Linked DNA regions of Cyclopterus lumpus: region 2 is linked to region 1. The links are chromatin contacts, called in public Hi-C maps. All regions are on one chromosome and are shown on one strand. Each heading gives the region's core, a stretch centred on a gene start, on an enhancer-like site or on the middle of the called end of the contact. The rest is flanking DNA. Distances are from core to core; before and after follow the strand shown.

Region 1 (5,334 bases), core at 2,088-4,587:
CCTCATGCCTGCCCCCTCTGTATTTGGACCAGGAAAACAGACTTTTCAAGTGCTATTTGATTTCTCTGATCACACACCCTGTGCCCTTGCGCAGCCTCGTTATCGGAATTCCTCCCCTCCCTCCCTAAGATTGTTACTGACAGCACACTTCGATCTAAAGCAAACCCCAGACAAATGATGCTTTCCTCGCTGAGGATGTCACTGCATCACGCCGAGCATTTCACCATTCCGTCTTCTCTCCCCCAGCTGCTACCCTCTGATTGTTCCATCAAAACATAACGCTTGTCTTGAAGCCCGACAAGGAGAAAAACAGCAGAGGGTTTTTTTAGGTCACGGTGTGTGAGAATCTGCTTTTTATATAGACAACATAAACAACTCCCACCCTTTCTTTTCAGGGCTGATCTTATCTGGCAGGAGCAGAGGTGTCATTTCTGAGACATTTTCATCAGCACTGTAGATTAGAATGATGCTGCTATTTTAGAATTGGCATCAACATTCATGAGGAATTTTTTTTAAATACGTGAATTTAGCTGTATAGTGTGGTTAGATTTACACAGACAAAGCCACTGCAAATTCTCTTAGCTCCTGAAAAATAAAATGTTGCCCCAGTGCATAGATTATAAACATAACTGCTCCATAATTAATCTTTCTGTATGGGGCCCCCTCTTGTGCTCGCGGCCTTGCACAGCTCCTTCACAGAGCAAACAATACATGTTTGTCATGAAGAAGGTGCAACTAGTTAGTTCAAACAGAGTCGAGTCTGGTGAAACCTGCTATGAGTTTCTGTATGTGTCGGTCGATAGCCTTTTTAAAAGAGTTTCTATTTTTCCAAAACAAATTTTTGTACGTAATTGAGAAATTGTCATTGAAGTTTGCCGCAACCATGTTGTTCTGTTTTGTAATGGGATACATCAAAATGCACATAAGAACATACAAGGCTTGAGCAATATTTACCTGAACAGTAGCAGCTCCATCTTTTGTTAATCCCCTCCTTCAAACAGCGTTTGTCCAATCATAGTTAGCGGCTGTGGAAGAGCGGGTCGGCTCCTCCCATCGGAAGATGGGCGGTTCGATCCCAATCGACAACCATGTACCTGCACTGAGCTAACCGGTGACAACATGTGTATCTTTCATATCTCTTCTAAACCACATCTCAAACATATTATGACATGACTGCAGCATCAGTGAAGGCTGAATTATGGGATAATGGTAAAGCCAAGAAAAGTAGTGTAAGAGTCAAGCAAGCAGAAACAGTAATAAAAAAACTTCAAAGCAAACTTCAGCTAACATCTGATAGCATTCAGCTGACAGCTAAAGATCCTACCAGTGTAGCTGTAGCAGCATTGTGTATTGAATTAAGAATGGATGCATTTCATTGCTTTTGAATCAAACTTTTGTAACAACTGAAAGAGAAAGTAAAGTATACATCTTTCTTAGTCTCGCTTTAAATCTTAAGATAAACCTTCTTGAGAATCACATGTTAAATAGTCTTCCTTTTTTTTAAGGTTTTTAAAAAAGAAAGAAAGTGGATTACTTTATTATCAGTGTGTCTTGCCCCAACAACAACAAAAAACTGACTTTATTTTTCATTGGAAGCAATTTAATGTATGGCTCCCGCTTGATTCAGAGATACCGGCTGTAATGAAAAACCTTTCTTTTCTAAATGGGACTCCACAAACACGAGCCTGGCCCCTGGCTAACTGGTTTTATTCTCCCGCTTTGTCCGACGGATGAAATTGCAATTGCTCTGCTGGTCCCCCTTCAGAAGTCACCACGAGGCAATATGAGTGAAATGTTTTCCAGTCACAGTGGGGTCAAAAGCTCGCTCTACTTGTTTATGAGATGCTCCAGAGGATCTGCTCTATTGGTAATGGTAGGCAGTAGAGTGCACTCGGCCCTTTTGTAATAACGCTACAACTTCTGTATGGATCTGTTGCTCCATAATGTGATTTAGCCAGTCACACCGTGATAAGTGTGCAGATGCGGAAAGGGCTCAGGTATCGATCTGTGAAAAGAAGAAGAAAAAAACCTGAAGAAACTCTCTGTTCTTTAATTACACTGAGACAAACATGTCTGTGCTGCATCTTTTATGAGAGGGTGTAGTGCCCTCTCTTGGATAAAGAGATGAATTCTTTCATCTTTTTTCAAAGGTCAAAAGGGACATTAACATCAACATGAAGATGGGTTAAAGTGCGTCCTTTCATTAAAGTCAAGAAGAACATGAGATTGCTCTTGGGTCGAGGATTGGATCCCATATGAAATAACAGAAGGGGATACAAATAATAATAATATGTTTAGATACCATAATCCTTTTTATACATTAACAGGGAACTACACCCATTTTCAAAATTCATACATGTTATTCCTACATTCTAAGAAAGTCTCAAAATATTAGCTAATAACTCTCTTAATTTCAACTGTGTCCTGTCATCAAGTATAAAGTGTGGAGCTGCTCCATTGACGATTGGGAAAGATGTTCACGATGAGAGCAGCCTGGGGAATTTAGGTCTAAAAAAACTCAAAAAATCAGTCTATATTAATCGTCTATGGAGCAGCTCCACACTTTATGACATCAAAGTTGAGACCTATTGTATATTGAGATTGTAAGTATTAATAATATGGATTGGACATCCAGGCCATTGCAATAACGTATTAGAATTCTTAACTTAGTTGGTGTTCCACTTTAAAAAGCATTCTTATATTCAGTATTTTTTTAGGTATTGATATTGTGATATTGTCTCATTTGGAATCAACTTTCAGCACTTCAAAAATACCACAACATGAAAACTGCACTAATAAATATTTTCATGGTAACTATACATCAAATAACTATTCGTGATATGTGTGAAATGTGTCGCTCATAATGGCCAACCCACATACAGTAGATTGAGACCATAAACTCATGTTTACAATGTTTATTGAAGTAGTAAATCAAGTGGGAAGGAATAATTTTCTAAGAGACTTCTATACAACCAGAGGAGTCGCCCCCTGCTGGCCAGTAGAAAGAACGCAAGTTTAAGGCACTCCTGCATTCGCTTCTCATTCGTGGCCATCCTTAATATATCACGTTCCTGTGTCAAAGCTGTGCACTCACAGCACACCTGTACATTAGTTCAGGTCTCATTCTTTAATTTGCAGAAATGAAGTAAAGTGTAACAAAGTAGTGGTGGGTGAATGAGCATGTTCTCTAATAGCACTGCAGCAGCTTAATCTTGTAAGACTTGAATGAGTGTGTGTTAATAAACATTAGGCTGTCTCTCTTCCCCTGGTGATTTGTGCTTTATATACTCTGCTCTCTGCAGGCTGAAGACGCAGTCCTGAAGATTGATGGAGGGCCATGCTATTCAAACAGCAGGCATTGCTGAGACAGAAGCTCTTCGTTCTGGGCAGCCTCGCAATCGGAAGTGTCCTCTATCTCGTGGCCAGGGTTGGGACCTTGGATAGGTAAGTCATCACAGTCACAACATGATTCACTAATTACTGGAACAGAGTTTAGTGAATCAGGGATTCAATGCAGGCAAACCTCCACTTCATTGAGTTGTTTAAATGTGCTCCGTCACACAAGAAGTTCAGATCCAGACAACGTTATTGATTCAATGAAGAGCAATTCATTTGGAGCTTACTAAGTCCAAACCAGGCGGCAAACTGAAAAGCGAAGCCAATGCAGGAGGGCCTTAAACTTGCATTCTTTCTCATGGCCACCAGGGGGTCAAGTCAGATTGCATAGAAGTCTATGAGAACTTCTCATTTAATTTATTCCCTCAATAAACATTGTAAACATTGTTTATGGTCTCAATTGCCAGTTTCCAATATTCTTCAATACAGCATGATGTTGCTATTTATAGTCGAATAATAGACCATAAAGCAGGGGAAGCTCTAGGGGCGTGGCTACCCTATGAATGACAATGCGCTACCACGCCATTGTTCAGTCTGGGGGTTGTCTATGTTTTTGTGTCAGAACTTTCAGTTCATTAAGTTAATTAACATTTGAATCACCTACACGTGTCTTATCCAGCTGCCAATATAATATAGCTCCACCCTCTTGTGTCACATCTGGTACCAAAGAAACCAGTCTGTCTTGTTTCATGATTTACTAATTTGTAAGATGAAAAATGTGGTTGAAATAATCTTATTGCAAAGCCATTTTTTTCCCTTTTGATAATACAATACTTTCAAGCTTCAATAATAGAGAAACTTTCTCCATAGGAGATGGAGATATAGATATATTTTGCAGAGACCATATCGCATGAAACAGATGGCATGTATTTTCGTGCAATATCTTATTGGCATGGAGAGTCGTAGCTGAACCGAAAAAAGCACCGCCTACAGAATTTCATATTCCACATCACTGACCAAAAGACGTGTGGTTTAACCAGCCGAAGAGTTCATTTGAAAGGAAGTTAACGATCGTTGTAATGAGTAATCTGTGATAGCGTTAAACTCAGAATCTTTTTCTGCTTTGCTTTGGTGTCTCTCAGGCTACAGCCCATTTGCCCCATTGAGAGCCGACTGCCCCCTCCAGATCCCGAGCAAATCCCTCTCCGCACCCTGCAGTTTAAGCGCGGCCTGCTCCATGAACTGCGCAAGGGCAATGCCACCAAAGAGCAAATCCGCCTGCACAACCTGGTCCAGCAGCTTCCGCAGGCCATCATCATCGGGGTGCGCAAAGGGGGCACCCGCGCCCTGCTGGAGATGCTCAACCTGCATCCGGCGGTGGTCAAGGCCTCGCAGGAGATCCACTTCTTCGACAATGACCAAAACTACGCCCGGGGCATCGACTGGTACCGGGAGAAAATGCCCTTCTCCTTCCCCCACCAGATTACCATCGAGAAGAGCCCCGCCTACTTCATCACGGAGGAGGTCCCCGAACGCATCTTCAAGATGAACTCCTCCATCAAGCTTCTGATCATCGTCCGCGAGCCCACCACCAGAGCGGTGTCCGACTACACGCAGGTGCTGGAGGGCAAGGAGCGCAAAAACAAGACCTACCACAAGTTCGAGAAGCTGGCCGTGGACTCCGGCACCTGCGAGGTGAACACAAAGTACAAAGCGGTGCGGACGAGCATCTACACCAAACACTTGGAGCGCTGGCTGAAGTATTTCCCCGTGGAGCAGTTCCACATCGTGGACGGGGACCGCCTCATCACGGACCCGCTGCCCGAGCTGCAGCTCGTCGAGCGCTTCCTCAACCTGCCCTCGAGAATCAGCCAGTACAACCTGTACTTCAACGCCACCAGGGGATTTTACTGCCTGCGATTTAACATTGTCTTCAACAAGTGCCTGGCGGGCAGCAAGGGCCGCATCCATCCGGAGGTGGACCCGTCGGTGGTGACT
Region 2 (5,665 bases), core at 1,819-4,318, 200 kb after region 1:
GGTGCTGCTGAATGTGCGCACAGCGGAGGGCTACTTCACCATGTACATTCATCAAGGCGCGGTAAGTCACACAGGCACAGAGGGGAGGAAAAAAAACATCCACATTGGGGTCGGATGGTGTTGATCAAACATGCACCTTCTGCTTAAAAGTACGGATGCAGTGTTTCCGTGTGTTTGCAGGTGGTGGTTGTTGTGAACGATGGGTCTCGTGAGTTCTTCACGAAGGTGTCACCGAGACAGGGTCTGTGTGCTGGCAACTGGCACAGGATCACTGGTGAGAAATGATTCATTAAAATCACAGTTGGTGACTTTGATAAATAAATAAAAATAGTATCAAAAACATTGTCATATTTGCTTAGTATGTTTTTATTATAAACGTTTTTTTACATCTACTAAAGAACTGAGAATTTGTACAGTGTGGTTTTTAGTACTTTTCTTAAGTAACTTATCTGAATACTTTAAATACTATTAAAAATGATAAAGACTCAATAGTTAGACAGTGCTTTGGTTTCATTATGACAACTTTTATAAAGCTTGTTTGGATTTATGTTGGCTCAACCGATGCATTCCATCCTTTCTTGACCTTAGTGATCCGGGACGCCAACGTCATCCAGCTGGATGTGGACTCTGAGGTCAACCATGTGGTGGGTCCTCTGGACCCCGGCTCTACAGACACCAGGAAGCCAGTGTTCGTTGGCGGAGCTCCAGGTGAACCCAGGAACACAATTCAGATGTTACTCCAGTCATACTCATCTATATCATCCCATCTCTCTAATCATGCGATGTGCTCTCCCCCCCCCCAACCACCCTCTCAGATCTTTTCCTCCCAGAGAGCATCGCGACCAGGAAGCCCTACGTGGGCTGCATGAGGAACCTGACCGTCAATAACAGCCGAGTGAGCTTCAACAAAGCCGTTCTGGTCAGTGGGGCGGTCAGCGTTGGAAGCTGTCCCGCAGCGTAACCCTTCCTTCCGTCCACGCCATCCCCAATACAGCACTGACCAAATAACGTGACAAGATGCTCTTCCTGTCCAACATAACCGTTAAGAGAAGTATCGTCACTGTAATTCATTTTGTTCATTTATTTGTTTTTTGTTTTGTTTACGTGACAATGTCTCATGTCAAGAATACAACCAAATTGTCCAAAATTTGAAAATAACCAGAAAAGATTTAGAAGACGAAAATGTCAGGCTCACAACCATCCCGAGGAACTGACAGTGTATCCATGATTTAGGCTTCTGACATAATATTAAACATGTTAATGCATTTTATGTTTCGCCATCCCACCTTATACTCACAATGACACTTTCTTTTTTGTACAAGCTCATCTTTCTTTTTGTACAGTGTTATTTCTGATAAATAAAACATATTTTACATCCATGTAATGGTTTTGATTGAAAGCGTGATTGCTAAAACAGAGGACGTTTCATGAAGTTTTCATGTCTTTTTTGTTGGTTCAGAATCTTTTTTATGTAGTTCTGTTTAGCAGTCACTCCTTTTATTTCCCCAGCATCGAAACTCAAATGTGTTTATCATTATATAGCTCAATGCTGTCAGGTGGTGCTTTGCCTTGTTTTACAATTAACTGAGATAGAAAACAAGGCTGCCCATTTCTCAATCTCTCGTCAGCAGAAATACTCTCAATTCTTCCAAAATAAATTCAGATATTGAGCCTTTCCGAGTCTAGAATTATTTTCAAAAGCATCTAGTTTACAACTGAACTTGGAAGGAAACAAAGCTGTGAGTTATTAGTAATACACGACTGCCACCTTGTGGCAGCACGTAATATCCCCATTATATTAATATATTACAAAGCATTCAAAATTAATGTATGGAACAAAACGAATGAAGCAAATCAAGAAGAGACAGATGGTCAATTAGAGATATTGCAAGGTCTATTCATTCCGCTCATTCCTTTCCAAATCTAACAAAGAAAATCAACAACTTAAACTGACATTTGGAAAAGAAAACCTTATTCTATAAAGAAAGCTATCATGGCAAAAGATTATGAAGGTGATGGCCGGCAGGCCATTGACTTTGACTAGAAATGGAACCCTTAAAGATCTAATATTAAAGTTCTGTTTTGGAAATAACGACTGCGTTTTGTATTGCTTCCCAGGGTTATTTATCTTTTTTAAGATTGGCGGTATTGATTTTCTTCTATGTTGTGACTTTTTTGGTTCAAAAATTACCGCAACATCTTAACTTTTGAAGAATTCTGCAGCCGATGAATTGTTATTTCCAGTGCAACCGTAAACAGAATATTGAGGTTATTAGAAGCATACTTCTCGTATGGTTGCCCCCTTGCAATCTCCCCTCACCGATGACTGAAGGACATGATTTCTCAACTAAGATTTCCCCAAACAAAGTGATCCGTAGTCTCTTTGCAAGTGTTTTATTCCTCATGCATTCCTCACATTTTGTCATTCTCCATTAAGTAAATGATGGATCAACCTCTGCAAAGTTACCTTTACCTCCAAAAGCAAAAGAGGTTTATTTCAAAGTATACAAAGATAAATATTCTTCAGGAGAATGCTTTAGCCAAAGTTTCAACATTGATCCCAATAACTGTATATTCTGTGATGTAGAAATAGTAATTACATAAACTTGTATTTCTGTTTAAATATAAATACTTTCTGGTGCATGATTGGCTAGAATCAAAACTATTTTGTTCTCTCCTGTTATACCAGAAATTATTTGGAATCATAGTGGAGGACAGGAACAAATAGGTTCCAATGAATACTAGTGTTTGTGGAAAATAAAGTATGTGGAAAATAAAGCAGCCAAACTATTTATTATAAACACGCTTTAGACATTTGAATTTGATTTATTGCCTTTTATTAGGTTACAATTCTACATTATATTGTGTGCTGTTTTCTAAAGAGGCTGCTACTAATGTTATATCGCTTTCCATATATTGCTGTACAGAAACCTGTGGAGACTCAATTAATATGTCATAATACATATTCATTATTTAAATATGCATGAGCCAAAGAGATGAGTAAGTGATTAATGAATATTAATTGAAAACCGCAGCTTACGCTCTGCGTCGCCAAATACGCCGTTTCCATGGTAACACGTCATCAGCCGTCGACCAAACACAAGTGGAGGCGCGAGACACGTAACGTTTGAAAGTCTTCTAAAAAAAAGTCGTCTTTATGGACAGTTATGGTGAAATGCTGACATGAAGTATGCCTGAGCCCAGCGGTAGAAAGGGCTCTGCGTGTTGCTGCCACCATGACACAGTCCATTGTTGTCCAGGGTGAGTACAAGACGTAACGTTAGTTAGTGGACGTTAGCACCTAGGCTACGAGCTAACAGCTAGCTTAGCTGTCACCTCCTGTGTAGCTACGGTAGCCCCGCTGCTAGCTGAGCGGCCGTAACTCGCATATATAAGCTCTTAGTTTGTTGAGTTGGTTTACCTGCCGCTGAGCGAACGAGTGGTTTGACGCGCAGTAACGTTCCCCAGAGCTGCGCTGACTAAACGTTGTTGTAACCCGTGTTCTCCAGTGGGCCAGTGTGGCAACCAGGTCGGCTGCAGGTTCTGGGATCTTGCTTTGCGAGAACACGCCCATGTCAATAAAGTAAGTAACGCACGCGCACGAATGAGCTCTCATTTAACTAAGTCAAACACAATCTCATGGACGGCACACTGGCATCTTGCATTACATTGGCTTACAATAAAGCACCCTTTGAATTCCAACTATTAGAGAGATCTACATATAAACGCACACACCTACAAATACACAGGCTATGCATACACACTTTCATACATATATCTGTTCGATTATACAGACAAAAAACAAAAAAGTAATTTACAGTGTATTACAACATGGGTCCTTTTTGTAGTTTTTGTGGCCTTTGTTCCTATCAGTAACTGGGACATTCACAAATACCTCCTCCAACTATACACACAGCAAATAAATATTTCTGTAGGATTTATCACACGGCATTGTCCATCTAATGAAGTACCTGTAATCAGATGCACAGGACAAGCAGTGCTGCTGTACTCACTAAAATAATTGTTGAGAACCTGGAACACAACATCATTGCTGTCACGAAGTCAGACAGACAGGAAGGATGGCCATAACTACAGAAAACACAACATATGCATATAATAAAACCTGAACTAACCTTTGAGGGAAGCTCATTGTTGTTATGCCCTGAACTCTTTAAACCGATATGTTGATGGCCGACATTCGACTTGTAAGAACATCCCTAACATCCTCTTCTTTTCCCCCATATTCAGAATGGATTGTATGATGAGGCACTCGGTAGCTTTTTCCGAAACGTGGACTCAAGGTAATCACACCTTCTTTTACTGAGTAACGGCTACATGGGTTGAGACATTAGCCTCCCAGCTGTGGTCAGAATGTAGCCCTGTTATCTTTGGTGTTCTTTTTTCAGTGAAAGTGGTGGGGGAGCCTGTGGGATTGGTGGGCGAATCCAGCGTCTGAAGGCCAGGGTGAGTTTTGGCTCATTACTAGAAAAACAGTGTGAAAGAATTTAGGTTTCAGGTTTGGCACACATCGGTTAAGAATACGAAGAGGAGTTGTGGAATGATGCCAGAGTGTCAAAGGCATGCGCTCAGCGTATAATGGCAACGGAATCTATGTGCGGGCCTCATACGTGCATATTTGAATCCGCAGGCAGTGCTGGTGGACATGGAAGAGGGTGTGGTCAACGAGATCCTGCAGGGCCCATTGAGAGAAGTGTTCGACAGCACTCAGCTCCTCACAGACGTGTCAGGTTCAGGCAATAACTGGTGAGAGACGGGGCTTCTGCCCACGGGGGCTCATGTGTTCGGCAGCAACTGTTGCGAACCATAATTTGACTTGTTCCACAATCGTTTAAACCACAGAACACAGACAGTTGTAATGGTGTGGTGTTCGGGGATTGAGTCAATGAAACTGGATTACCATTTAATTTTCTTGAAGCTTGAAGTTTAGTAGTCTCAACAAGTGGGTGATGTCCGCCCACTCCCCATTAACCCCTACTCAAGCCTACGTAGCCTAATTTGGAGGAATGGTCAGGGCCGGTGCAAATACTCCCTCTGTGTGTTTTAGGCCGACAGCCATTGTTAAAAAGAAGCAATGCCTCTTTGCAACAACATGCTTATGCCAAGCAGACTTGTTTAAACACCGGGAGAGGACTTTGCAGCAGAGTGAAAGGCAGTACACAGAGAGACATGTGTTGTGGCTGAGTTATGTCAGAGCCGTGATTATCGCAGCGTATCCATTTCCCCCTCAACAAAGGCCTGGTCCAGCCTCTCATTCTGAAGTTCACATGCATTGTAACTACTTTACATTACACATTACATTACAAACAACTTTGATCCTGCAGCTATCACACCAACTCAAAATGTGTGACAAATGTTTTTTAAGTCTTAACTTTGTCTCTCTCTGTCGGATAAACCCATTCACTCAGGACTATCTACCACCACATTGAGAAAACTGCAGCCCATTCTTGCTTCATAAAACCAAAGCGTTGTTTTTACAACGTTAAAATGCTTCTTCTTTCTCTGCAGGGCAGTCGGACACATGACTTATGGCTCAGCCTACAGGGAGCAGATCGTGGACAAGCTGAGGAAGGCAGCAGAACACTGCGACTGTCTGCAGTGCTTTTTTCTCATTCACTCTATGGGAGGAGGTGAGACGAGGACACAA

What was found. A called contact is a pair of places that touch in the nucleus more often than the background predicts.
Region 2: a Hi-C map of muscle shows a contact between it and region 1, with 3 times the contacts expected there. The contact joins the promoter of tube1 here to the promoter of LOC117727500 in region 1. A contact is called at or near these places in 2 of 2 Hi-C or Micro-C datasets (both in muscle).

What each region holds. Positions count from the first base shown.
Region 1 is chr24:17,177,889-17,183,222 of fCycLum1.pri, forward strand. It overlaps LOC117727500 (heparan sulfate glucosamine 3-O-sulfotransferase 5), which reads left to right and starts at 3,338. Exons shown (of 2, transcript XM_034527855.1): 1 at 3,338-3,444; 2 at 4,479-5,334. The coding sequence starts at 3,338.
Region 2 is chr24:17,374,399-17,380,063 of fCycLum1.pri, forward strand. tube1 (tubulin epsilon chain) reads left to right here and starts at 3,069. Exons shown (of 13, transcript XM_034528084.1): 1 at 3,069-3,261; 2 at 3,510-3,583; 3 at 4,249-4,301; 4 at 4,407-4,464; 5 at 4,649-4,764; 6 at 5,527-5,648. The coding sequence starts at 3,237. It overlaps lama4 (laminin subunit alpha-4), which reads left to right. Exons shown (of 40, transcript XM_034527585.1): 37 at 1-61; 38 at 181-274; 39 at 589-708; 40 at 816-1,378. The coding sequence ends at 961.